Regions from separate parts of the Macaca mulatta genome. Here region 2 is linked to region 1. The links are chromatin contacts, called in public Hi-C maps. All regions are on one chromosome and are shown on one strand. Each heading gives the region's core, a stretch centred on a gene start, on an enhancer-like site or on the middle of the called end of the contact. The rest is flanking DNA. Distances are from core to core; before and after follow the strand shown. Region 1 holds the start of ISLR2 (immunoglobulin superfamily containing leucine rich repeat 2). Region 2 overlaps CCDC33 (coiled-coil domain containing 33).

Region 1 (6,739 bases), core at 3,125-5,624:
CCGCAGCTCGCCTATCTCCAGCGGGCTCCTCACGGACCCCTCTCTGTGTTTCTAAGCCTTAGTTTAACCCGGTGAAATGCATCCTACCCAGGAAGGACATTTTTGTCCGAGACTGGCTGTCCTCCCTGGAACCTTTGTCCCACATACAGCACTCGCACACACGCCCATTCAGGCGCACAACAATACAAACAGACGCGGGGGTTCATCATCAAACCGCCAACTTCTGCGGGCGTTTAGAGGACCTGATGCTCAATTAGGAGGCTCACAACACATTTCCTAAACTCACAAACACATATGCACCCAGACACGGATACAATAGACCCTGGAGACCTCATTGTTCTCTTAACTGAACCGGCATTTGTACAGCGTTTTCCACCACGGTACAAAGCGCTTTCCTGTCCATTGTGAGAATTAACAGACACAAGTCCTCACACGAACCGACCCATCCACAAGAACACAGGCATGCGCCCGTGTGTGCACACAGCCCTCCACTGTGATAAAAACCCAGCAGAGAAGCAATAGGAGGACCTGCACTGCACGACTTGAGATGTGGGATCTGGGGAAGCCCATCCCCATGCCCTTCTGCATCTAAGGCCGAAGTCACCTGCCCGGGGCTGCAGCTCCTGTGAGGGGAGAAGAAGGTTGCTCTGCCAACCTTCCTTATGGGGAAGGAGGTCCTTCCCCCATGTTTGGACCAGGTGTGTTGGGAAAGTGGTCACTAGAGCTTCCTCTCAGGTCCCCCAGGCGGCTCCCATTGGGCAGAGGCGTCCTCAGCCAACAGGTCATGGGGCTGCCACTACCTAATGAAGCTGGAGAAGGTGAAAGATTCTGCGCCTTTCTCCACAGCTCTGCGGTGCCTAAGGTCCCCCTCCCCATAAAACCTTAAGCCCGGTCACACAAACGAACTTGCACAGACTCCCTGCCCCCTCTGGAGCGCCTGTCAGGTTTGGCAGAGCCCCTCCCACACCCTGTCTTTGGGAACCTGCTCCTTCACTCTGCCTGTGCTCTTCTGGGAGGGTCCCTTCCCTCCCTTCTCAGTTCCTCCCAGACAGCACCTCCCCCCCCAGCCCTGCACCCCATGGGGTGCTCTAGGCTGGACCTACCCTCACCTGGGTCAAGGTTGTGGGGTGGCCCCCATTACTTACCCAATATTCGCCGACTCTCAGTAAATGTCCTAGGGCTGAAACCCCTTCTCCAGACCCGGTGTGGCAGAGCAGGAAACATAGCCCAAGGAAGATACTCGCATGTGTTGTGGCTGGGGGCCGGGGGCAAAGACAGAGACAGGTAAGTTTGGGGACTCGGTGGCCCCAAAGTACCACTTCAGTTTTTCCTTTTACGTCCGTTTCCCCCACCTCTCTGGCTGCAGGTTGGAGAAAGTCCTTGCGCGCTCCAGGGCCTGGCGGGGACGCGCATAGCCTCTCCTGCCTCCTGCTTGGTCTACTTTTGTTAAAGCCACGGAGACCCTCCCCAAGGCCAAGTCGGTCATAAGGGGCATCCCACGCCCACCGTCCCGGCTGGGCTCTTCGCAGCCTACTACACCCCCCATAACCCAGGTACCCCCACATTTACACAGCCGCTGACGTTGTTACTGTCCCTCATCACACCACCTCCCCCCTCAACGTTCAAACACATTCGCGCGCACACAGCCCCTCACACCCTCCCCATAGTCGACCTTCACACGTTACAATCATCCATGGTCAGGTAATAATCGCATCAATGTGTTCAGTCCCTGCTACATTCACACGCATTTTCACGGGCACACCTGCACACGGGACACTTACCGTTCTCCTCTCGCACACGCATACACACATTCACGCGAACTCACCCTCACGCGCCTGTCCCGCCAGCACCCGCAAGCTTCACTGCTAATTGAATGCAAGCCGCTTTTACGCCCTGCAACACGTGAGACAAACCATCTTTGAGGAATTTGGGGGAAGGAAAGCTGCGCGGCTGAAGTCGGGTGGGGGAAGGAGTGTCTTTGCCTTTAAACTCTTTTTGCAAATGCAGGCGGTGGCACCGACAGACCTCGAGCCGGACCCGCGGAGCTGCGCGCAGCAGAGCTCGCGCGGACCCTTCCCTCTCGCACCCCCCGCTGCTAGCCGCCTCCTCCCCGAAGCCACGTTCAACACGATGCATAATTGATAGTGTTAGCAGAGCGCCGCGCCCTCCCTACCATTTTTGCCTGGATCTGGGCTGATATAAGCCCTAGTCTCCCCCCGCCGCCGCCGCCGCCGCCCCAACCCCCCTCCTCCCCTCCTGCTTGTCTAACCCGAGACCAGAACGCACAGCCCTGCAGGGCGTGCTGGGAAGGGACGCCCCCCTCCCCAGCCCACCGTATCCCTGCCCAACCTCTTAAACCGGAACTCTTTACATCTGGTCTTTTGTGGCTAAGCCAGCGCTTGAAGCCCACTGCCCGGCTCGTTGGCCTAAGCGCACCGCGGGACAGGTGGAGCAGGGGGAAGCTCTCCCGAGCTCACCCAAGCACCTCACTCCAGGTCTTGCCTGCTCCAGGAGAACGAGGCACGGAAGCTGCAGCAGACAGTAGCACAGACAAGGATGGTGTCAAAACGTCCGCTACTCTTGAGCACGGTGGGCTGGGGACTTCAGGCCTAAGCATTTCTCCCATCCCTGCCCCCCATATCTTCCCAGCCTCTCAAGCAGACACTCGGTCAACCCCACACGCGCTATCCCCCAAGCTGCGGTGGCCCCCCACCGCCCCGCCGTCTCACACCCTCACACAACAGCCGGCTTCAGCAGACTCGCTGTTCCCGACTCTCGCTCCTTAGCTCTGATGAAACCCCGACATTTCTTTCAGCGACGAGGAGGCGGAGGCGCGGCGATGTCGAGGCATTTGGCTAAAACCCGGTTTCCGCCCCCCGTGCGCTGCCCACGTTAGCCCTGGAGACAGCTACTGGCCAGAACCAGGAAAGGGGTTCAGGCTCCAGGAGACACGCAGAATCCCCACCCGTTCTGTAGCCACTGAGTTCTCCGGGCACACCAAGTCCCACAGCCATCACCCCGGGCCATGGGGGGTCTCTCGTGGTGGGTCGATGGCGCGGGTTTGGGGCTTCCGTGGAGATCAATACCCCGATTTGAGTGTTGAGCATCTTAATGAGCTAGGGGAGGGGGTGGGGAAGAGAGACAGGGTAAGAGCGCAGCATCTAAAGAGACCACCCGGCCCGGGGTTCCGAGGCTGCTTTGTAAATTAAATATGAACAGACTGGTGCGCTCACGCTCCAAGCGTCCCTCCCTCTCTCCTACTGCTGCCGTCGCTACAGGCGGCCCAGCGGGCTGGGACCATCGCATCTCGCTTAGCCCCAGTTCAGAACACAGAAATTCACACAGCCTGCTCTGGCCTGCGATCCCCCCAGCCCACCCATGGGGAGGGCGCAAGGCGCCTTTCAGGGAAGGTGTCTTCGAGAAAGGTCGAGGGGTGAGAGCACTGTGACCCGTCCCTGCCGGGGACCCTGTGGTGGGGCAGCCAGGATTGGGTCCCTAGCCTGGGAGTGAGTCCCTGAGGTTTCTAGGCCTTGAGGGGTCGGGGGAGGGACGCAGACAGCGGGACCAGCACACCCTTCTTTGTCTGCCGAACAAGGTGGGGGTGGGGGCGGGGAGCTGCGTCCTGGGCAGTTGTCCGGTCTTGGGATCCCTGAGGGGGCGGTCTTGGGAGCCTATGCCAGGGAAGGATCTTAGGAGGCAGGGGCCCAGCAGCTGGAGCTGAGTCCGGTCCCGGATGGCGTGTCCAGGGGACTTTTCGCGACTGAGTGAGGGGCGTCAGGCGGGGAGACTCAAGGCCTTTGGGCCCTCCTCCGGTTTTTACCTGTTTTCTTTCTTTCTTTTTTGCCTTCCGCAGGGAGGCAGAATCTGGGTAGTGGAAGGGAGAATGGGCTTGCTATTTGCCCGGAGCTTCCCCGGACTGCAGGAACCCGTCCTATAAGCAACCCGGAAACCTCGGGGCCCGAGGACCAGGGAAGACCCCCTTTCCTTGCTGTCTTGACAGGGTTGCAGAAGCCAAGGAGTTCGGCAGGGAGACCTTGGGTGGTTAAAGACGCAGTGACTACCTCTGCGCTGGAGCTGACTCCCGCGGTCCCCGGAGGCTCTAGCTCACTCTACAGCAAATGCTTTTGTCCCCTAGGCTGCCCTGGGGGAAAGACGCCCCTTACCCCTGCCTTTGAGCCTGGAGAGCCCAGTGCCCGCCCGGGCAGGGCTGGAGCCCGAGTCGCCCCAGGCAGAGTCCGCCGAGGCCTGGGGTGGGAGCCGCGACTTCTGGATCTGCCTCCGAGCTCAGCTAGAAGACTGCGCGCACCTCGTCCGGCGCCGCCCGGTGCTCAGAAGCCGGTCTAATGTTTATAACGTTAATAAAGACACAGTTACGGGAGGGCTGGGTAGCAGGGAACCAAGACCTCACCCCGCCGCCGCCCACGTCTTTGATCGTTAAAGAAACAGTCAACTAATCAGGTGTGTGGAAGCAGGGGTGGGGGAGGGGAGGGTGTCAAGGTTCCAAGCCGGGAGCGCAGAGGGTCCCAGATTCAGAATCTGCCGAATCCAGACTAAGGCTTCTAACCAGGCTGGGGCCGACCCCAGATAGACCCAGGAATGGAGAGCTGGAGCCCCCGGCCACTTTTTGCGGATCGACCCTTAACTTCAACGTTGTGAATCCGGAGCGTCGGGATGGTGGGGAAGACTGAAACCCATTGGATCTGGGGACTTGCTGCAGCGACTCCGTCCGCGCGCTGTTCCTGGGGCCCAAGCCTGCTCCGCGCGCTGTTCCTGGGGCCCAAGCCTGCTCCGCGCGCGCCCCCTGCTGGACACCGCTTGCCGGGCGCAGAGGCGGATCAATGGCGGAGGGTGCCGGCTGGGCGAGGAAGATGTGGCTGGAACCCTGCACCAAGGCGAGCGCTGCCCGCGGCTCTGCAGTCCTGCGGCGCGATACTCCAGTGGGGCGCGCTTAACCAAAGTCCCGAGGCTTTACTTCCCGTGCCCACCCAGTCTATGTCCCAGGTATCAGCAACCTCTGTTGTCCCCTACACAACACAGGTGCGGTCCCTACTTCGCTCTGCGTAGTGTTTCCAGTGCCCAGGGCCTCTCCTAATTCTTGAACGATAGTCGTCCCTGGCACGAAAGCTTCTTATACACCTCTCCCATTCTCCCTTCTCTCTGAGTCTTATGACTCTCTCAGGAGCCTATTAAAATAAATATCTGATATCTGAAAAAAAATCTATTGGTGCTAAGAGGGGCAAAATGAAACTGCAAAATTGGAAGAAATCGATGTTTGAATGTTTAGGACATGCAATATTGTGTAAACGATTCTGTTGCAACTGCACTCAGAGTTGTATATATGCCCTTGTATTTTAATGTGGCACGCAGAGGATTTAATGGACTTGCCTAAAGATGTGGGAAGGGCCTCTGAGAATAAGAAAGCCGGGGCCCAGATGGGCATCAAACATCCCCACCATAGCAGCCGGTTAAGGCTGCGGAGACCTTCCCCACGGCTGCCCTCCAGCCAGAAGCCCCTGAACACTCACTGTTTTCCATCTTTCAGCTTCTGCGCGCGCGCGCGCGCGCACACACACACACGTTCTCTCCAGTCCCTCACCTCCAAGAGGCTGCTTTCCTTTTCTAATTTCCAGTCGAAAGATCACTCCTCAGGGAAGCCAGGCCCAGTTTATACTTCCCCCTCCGGCCTTTCCTTGTACAGGCTCTATGTAGTCGTCAGGAGGGCAGGTTCTAGCATCAGACTCCATTATGTACTGACTGTGTGTCCTTAGCCAAGTTATTTAACCTCTCTGTGCCTCAAGAAAAAAAGGCATAAATAAGAGTACTGGCCAGGCGTGGTGGCTCACGCCTGTAATCCCAGCACTTTGGGAGGCCAAGGCGGGCGGATCACGAGGTCAGGAGTTTGAGACCAGCCTGACCAACATGGTGAAACCCCGTCTCTACTAAAATCACAAAAATTAGCCGGGTGTGGTGGTGCGTGCCTGTAATCCCAGCTACTCAGGAGGCTGAGGCAGGAGAATCACTTGAACCTGGGAGGCAAAGATTGCAGTGAGCCGAGATCGTGCCACTGCATTCCAGCCTGGGTGACAGAGTGAGACTCTTATCTTTAAAAACAACAACAACAACAACAACAACAACAACAACAACAAAAGAATACCTACGCTTTTGGGTCACCTTGAGGATTAAATGAATCAATGTATGCAAAGCACTTAGTACCTGGCACTTAGTGCTCAGTACTTGGCCACTTTTTAAATACAATAGCTGAATTAGCCATTATTATTGCCTTGCAGAGTTGGACACAGGTTTGATAAAATGTTCTGCTGCACACACCCCTACAGGCTTGTGTCCTGCCTCCCCCATAGGGGAGGACCTTGGCTCTGCCCCCAGACCTCTCTCTTCACCACCACCACCCCCTTTGCACACACACACACACCATGGGTATATGTAGCAACCAAATTTACTATTATGATTTGTAAAGGTTTCTAGTTTCAGATACTTAGACTGGGCTTGTGGCTGCCACCAGCATGCCTGTTTGCGAAGAGAGATCTGCAACTGCAGACTTGCTGAAAGGTTTTTAATTAAAACTATATTCTGTTTAAGCGTTTATTGGACTTTGTGACTTTTAATTATTTTCTAGGGGGAAAAAAAATCCACATTTGCCTATGAGAAGACTGTTGATTTCAGAGGAAAGTAGCAACCCGTGGCAGTTTGCTGGAGGCAACTGAGAGGAATTTTCTGAATG
Region 2 (5,829 bases), core at 1,349-3,848, 190 kb before region 1:
TTTGAAGCTGGCCTAGCCAGAAGGTCCAGATGCCTCCCTGGTCCCCTGCAACCGTCTCCACTGAGCCCACACCTGTCTCCTGGAGTCCCACGGCTGCTCTGCGCCCCCCACCCCTGCCGGCTCCAGGTCTGGTTCGTACATTCTGAGGCTGTCTTGAATGCCCTCACTTCCTGCAATAAAACCACCGCATCAGACACACGGGGGTGGGGGAGGAGAGGCTCCTGGGGCTGAGATGGCTTTTGCTGTTGCTTTTGACAGGCTGTCAGACTTCTCTGGACCCTGCCTGGATGTGGGCCTCTGCTGCAGCCTCGGAGGGGGCTTGTGGGCAGCTGGGGTTCTGTGCCCCTGCACATGGGCCGTGTGAGGGCAGAGATGCCAGCTCCAGGAGGCAGGACATGTGCTGAGGGAACACAGCCCTCCATTTCCGTTTCTAAAACTCTCTCCTGGCAGGAATGCTGCTGGGCCTGAAATACACATGGAACTGTGCCCCTCCCCAACCCCCAAATCCCCACCCCAGGTGCTCCACCACAGCTTGGAGCTGTCTGAAGGAAAGGGTTCGTCATGATGTCAGTGACGTTCACAGAGGGACCCTGGGATGGGTCCAGACCAGGGGGCTGGCAGGGGAAGGGTGGGCAGGGAGCTTGGTTAAAGCTCCCTCCTCTGTACCCTCCACCCCCAAAGTGTATGTTTGCATTTTGCCGTAACTGAATCCATTGTCTGCCTTGAGGTCGTCATGACCCTATAAGTGGGCAGCCAGAGTGGCAAGAGAGTGTCTCCTTTCATCTCCAGGGGAGAAGTGAGCACTGCCTTTCCCCCACCCAGGCCAAGGACTGAGGTCCTCCCAGTTCAGGATACACTCTTTGGCAGGCCCACTTGGCCAGGCCCTGTGGTGGGCACTGGAGACACAGATGTGACCAAAGCTTGGGGTCTCTGTCCCAAGGAGCTTGTATTCTAGTTGATGTGACAGCAGGCAGTGTGGCATAATATATCAGTATGGCAAATGCAGTAGCTGGGGAGCCCCTCAGCCAGCCCCCTCCTCACCCTGGGGTGCAGGCAGGGGTGTATTGGAGGGCATGTCAGAGTGGGAGATGGGTTTTGAAGGATGAGTAGGAGTTTGTTAGGTGATACAGGCATAAGGAGGGGACACAGTCTTAGCACAGGGAACAGCAGGGGCACAGGTGTGGAGGTGAGCAGCAGCCTGGTACGTTGCGGGAGTGCAGACAGGACATGTGGCAAGGAGGGGCTGGTAGGAGATGAGACTGGAGCGGCTGCAGGGTTCAGTCATGGGACCTTGGATGCAAGTCTAAGGCCCAGCTGTCGAGCCTGTTATAGGCAGGCAAAGTGGACTGGGCTGGGCCTGAATGCTGGCACCAAGCATGCTTGTGAATTCCCAAAGACCCTCCCAGAATAAGGTCTGGTTGCCTTTAAACAAATTCAATGGCTATGCAGGACCCAGAGCCCAGAGAGGGTAAGAAGTTGCCTAGCACTTCTGTGGCAGGGCCAGCTCAGCATTCATAGCCCTCCAGGGTTAGAAATCTGTGCTGGGCAAATCACCTGATCTCAAACTCAAACAGGAGTTTGAGACCATCCTGGCCAATATGGCGAAACCCCGTCTCTACTAAAAATATAAAAATTAGCTGGGCATGGTGGCGGGCACCTGTAATCCCAGTTACTCAGGAGGCTGAGGCAGGAGAATTGCTTGAATCTGGGGAGGCAGGGGTTGCAGTGAGCCGAGATCACACCACCATACCCTAGCCCGGACAACAGAGTGACACTCCATCTCAAAAAAAAAAAAAAAAAAAGAAGAAGAAACAAAAGAAAAGAAAGAAATCTGTGCTGGGACTGGAAGGGACTGAGATGCGTTTTGGAAGACAGAATGACCCAAAACCTTGGGATGGGGAGAGAGCCAAGGGAAGGCATCCTTGAGATGCTGCCTTTTCTCAGTTATCTGACTGGGCCACCTGCCCTGGCATCCTGGAGCCACCAGGCCATGACACACCCCACTCTAGGAGCTGTACAAGCCTTGGCTCCTGTACCACCCTTGATCAATGCTGCTCAAGAGAAACAGAGACTTCCAAGTGGCTTCTCAGCCTCTCAGCCCCTTCCCACCCCTGTGACTGAAATGTGTCACTGTTCTCGTAGCAGGAACCTGCCAAAGCTCAGGCTATGGGAGCCAGAGCAGGGACCAGATCCAACGCCCTGCTTCCCAGCACCCAGAGGTAGCCAGCCTTCCAGGGCATGGTTTGGTTTGGGGTCTGGGGGCTTCCTCTGGGGGGCTGAGGCCCTGCCAGGTGGGGTCAGACTCAGAGGGGTTTGCAAGGGTCCCAGGCCAAGCTTGGCTCAGCAGAGAGAGAGAGAGGCTGTGGGTGTTGAGGGGGAGATGAAGGAAGATGAAGACTTGGCCTTGCCTTCAGGGGCCCTAGACTGAGGGGGGAGACAGTGTCCCACCCTGAGGAGCCCAGTCTGAGAGGGCAGATGTGAGCCTGCCCAGGAAGCCCCTGTATGTATGAGGAGGGTTGCACTGTCATATCTGAGCAGGAGGCAGGGCGCACACACTCCTGATAAGGACACATGAAAAGAACAGATGGCGCCAACAAGTGCAAATTAATTGAGCGAAGCCTGTGTACATAGGCGCTGTGAACAAGCAGGCTGATGGCTCAGGAGGCGTGGTGCGGGGGCAGGGCAGGGAGCAGGGAGCAGGGAGAAGCTGTAACGAGCACTTATCGATGTCTCGCTGGATCTGCAGCCGGTAGCACAATTATTGACAAAGCCTGTCTATAAATCTCCCAGCCATGTCTTCAGAAACCTTAATTATGGGGCCTCATTACCCTTCACACCTCTAGGCACGGGGACCCTCCTGGGCTGGGGTGACTGCTGACACTGCGGCTGGCCTGCCATGGATGGGCTGAAACCCTGCAGGGAGATGTGCCTAGCAGGGGTGCCTGAGGGACACAATTCAGGACCACGTAGCTCTGATGAGCGAGCAGAGGCTCAGCCTCAGGCAAGGGCAAGAGGGTGAAAGGGACTTTGGAACCAAGGGGAACATAAACTGGGTTTACATTCTAGTTTTGCCAGTCATTCTGGACTCTGATGAGCATCTTGCCTCTCTGAGCCTCAGTTTCCTCATCTGTACAATGAGGAGAGGACTTTAGTAAAGATTACGTGAGCAACGTCCATCTAACGTTGAGCACAGTGCCTGGCATGTGCTGTGTGAGTAACATCTGTCCCTTCCATCTCTTCTCGGTTGCTGTCTGAAGCTACCAAGAAAGAAAAGCGGCCCCTGGTGGCCAGGAGCTGGCGGCCTCAGCTGGACCCTGGTGTCCTGCTGCTGAATGTCATTCGCAACATCATACCAGGCCACGCTCTGACCACTCCGTAACGTGTGTGAACACAGATAAAACATAGTCACTGTGCAAACCCCAAAAATGACCAAACTCCCTTTCCTGGTTAATATGAGTGACTGCTGCTTCTTTATTAGTACCATCATTCCTGCCTTCTAGATGAGAACTCCTATGACACCTACCCACTCTTAGAATGCTGATTCTAAGCCAGCCTCCTGATACCATCTAACCCAGAGCAAAGCCTGTTTCCTCAAACCCTTCCCCAAATACTCTAACACCAGCTTGAATCTGTGAAGTCCTTACCCACACACTCTTTCTGGGATGCCCCGCAACTCCCCATGGTTGCATCCCCCTTAGTACAATGATCCACAATAACTCCAACTTTGTTAAACTGCATGTTTAACAAACATGCAGTTCCTGGTCATCGTCAGCTGGAGGGGTTGAGATCCTGCTATTAGAGCCTCGTCTCTTTAGATGACTGTGGTCTCCAGGCCTGAATTCTAGGCTCTCATTTTCACATTGCTCCCTCATTATTTCTGTGTGTGCCCACTGTGTCCCATTTGTGGTCCTCACCCAGGCCAGGAGAGAACACACTGGGGTGGAGGTGTGGAGGAGAGAGATACTGGGGGCACCTGCCCTGTCTCTGCCTGGGAGAAGGAGCCCTGTCTGGACATTTGGGGCTCTGGGGGGATCCAAGGAGACCTAGACCATCTTGAGACTTGGGAGGGACTGTGGGTTGGGGAAGGGACTAGGGTGATGGAAGCTCAGTGTCACAGGGGAGCAGGAGGTGGGGTGAGACCACCCACCCTGCCTCCGGGCCTACGCTACAGGCCCCGTGTGCTCTGTCCAGGCAGATCACAGTCCTGCCTCCGGCCTAAGCCACAAGCCTCCTCCCCAGCCCTGTGCTGCGGAAACCACCTCTCTGCTGCCAGACTCCAGGCCACCCCAGAGCTTCACAAAGTGCTTCAGCCATCAGAACCCTGGTAATCCCTGTGTTCAGCTTTGCCTCTTGAGGCTTGAGCCTCAAGGCAGTTGGTCCTTTCAGAGCCCCCGCCTCCCCTGCCTGTCACCTGGCCTTTTTTGGCCATGGTTCCTCTCACGCTTCCCTCTCCCCATCCCTGAGAGTCCCCCGTGGGAACCTTCTCTGCAGCCTACTCAGCCTTGCCCACTGCCCAGGTAATGGAAATCCAGGGCCCAGACTTCACAGATGCAGGTGGCAATGAAGGGAGGGGGCTTCCTGGGGGGAGCACTCCCGCTGCCTGTGGGTACCCTTCTCGCTGGGTCTCTCAGGATGCCCCCTGACCACCTCAGGCCTCTCAGAGTCAGTCTCAAAATTCAGATTCTTTTTGTTTTTTTGGGATGGAGTCTCCTCTGTTGCCCAGGCTAGAATGCAGTGGCTCTATCTTGGCTCACTGCAACCTCTGTCTCCTGGGTTCAAGCTATTTTCCTGCTTCAGCCTCCCGAGTAGCTGGGACTACAGGCATGCACCACCATGCTCAGCTAATTTTTGTATTTTTAGTAGAGACCGGGTTTCACCATGTTGGCCAGGATGGTCTCAATCTCTTGACCTCGTGATCTGCCCGCCTCGGCCTTCCAAAGTGCTGGGATTACAGGCGTGAGCCACCGCACCCAGCCTCAGAATTCAAATTCTGATTAGCCAGACCTTCTGCACCAAGCACATCTCCAGTCCTGCCTCCTGACCATCTTCCCAGAGTTGTTTTTGTTTTTATTTTGTTTGAGTCAGGGTCTCACTGTCATCCAGGCTGGAGTGCAGTGGCGGGAACGTGGCTCACTGTAGCCTCGACCTCTTAGACTCAAGCAATTCCCTCACCTCAGTCTCCCAAGTAGCTAGGATTACAGGCATGTGTCACCACGCTTGGTTAATGTTTTAAAAATTTTTGCGGAGACGGCGTCTCGCTATGTTACCCAGGCTGGTCTCAAGCTCCTGGTCTCAAGTGATCCTCCTGCCTCGGCCTCCCAAAGTGCTGGGATTACAGGCGTGAGCCACTGCGCCGGCTTCTCCCAGAGTTTTTGTTTCCCTCATTCTTAAGGTCCAGGTTGTTCTGTTGAGATGGCTGGTGGAGGACTTGGGGGGTCTGGAATGGGTGGGGCACAGATCCATTTGTAGTGGATAAACAGATTCCCTGAGTGAATGGCCTATAGTGGTGTAACGAGGGTCTTGGAGGGACCGAGAGGGATGGAATCTGGTTCCCAGACCCTCTGCACTCTCCTACACTGTCCTCTTCACTCCCTGCTGTGGAAAAAAAGGCGCCAGAAGCTCTTAGGGCTCACAGAGCTGCTCCAGGCACTGTGAGGTTTTCACAGCCAGCCTGGGGGTAAGGGCTAGCACTGTCCGCCTTTCCCAGCTAAAGAGACTGAGGTTCCTGTAGGTGCTGGCTGGGAGCTGAGTAGGAGGCAAACACGTCTGTGATCCAGACCACCTCTGGTCCACCAAGCTGCTCAGGAAGGGGCATTCTATGCATTCAGT

The links. A called contact is a pair of places that touch in the nucleus more often than the background predicts.
Region 2: a Hi-C map of fetal cortex germinal zone shows a contact between it and region 1, with 7 times the contacts expected there. The contact joins the enhancer-like site here to the promoter of ISLR2 in region 1. A contact is called at or near these places in 11 of 14 Hi-C or Micro-C datasets (CD4 T cells, blood, cortical neurons and 7 more).

Annotation. Positions count from the first base shown.
Region 1 is chr7:52,038,230-52,044,968 of T2T-MMU8v2.0, reverse strand. ISLR2 (immunoglobulin superfamily containing leucine rich repeat 2) reads right to left here and starts at 4,374. Exons shown (of 6, transcript XM_077939802.1): 1 at 4,164-4,374; 2 at 2,966-3,116; 3 at 2,350-2,529; 4 at 1,826-1,893; 5 at 1,146-1,255. The coding sequence starts at 1,224. It overlaps LOC144329986 (a long non-coding RNA gene), which reads left to right and starts at 3,266. Exons shown (of 2, transcript XR_013395762.1): 1 at 3,266-3,506; 2 at 3,854-6,600.
Region 2 is chr7:52,225,205-52,231,033 of T2T-MMU8v2.0, reverse strand. All of the region lies in intron 11 of CCDC33 (coiled-coil domain containing 33), which reads right to left. Among named protein-coding and RNA genes, the nearest start is that of CYP11A1, 76 kb to the left of the region's middle. Within about 2 kb of position 2,598, at least 6 of the 40 cell types and tissues checked have an H3K27ac peak or open chromatin away from gene starts, as enhancers often do. A contact at or near this core is called in fetal cortex germinal zone and fetal cortical plate, where this site is marked.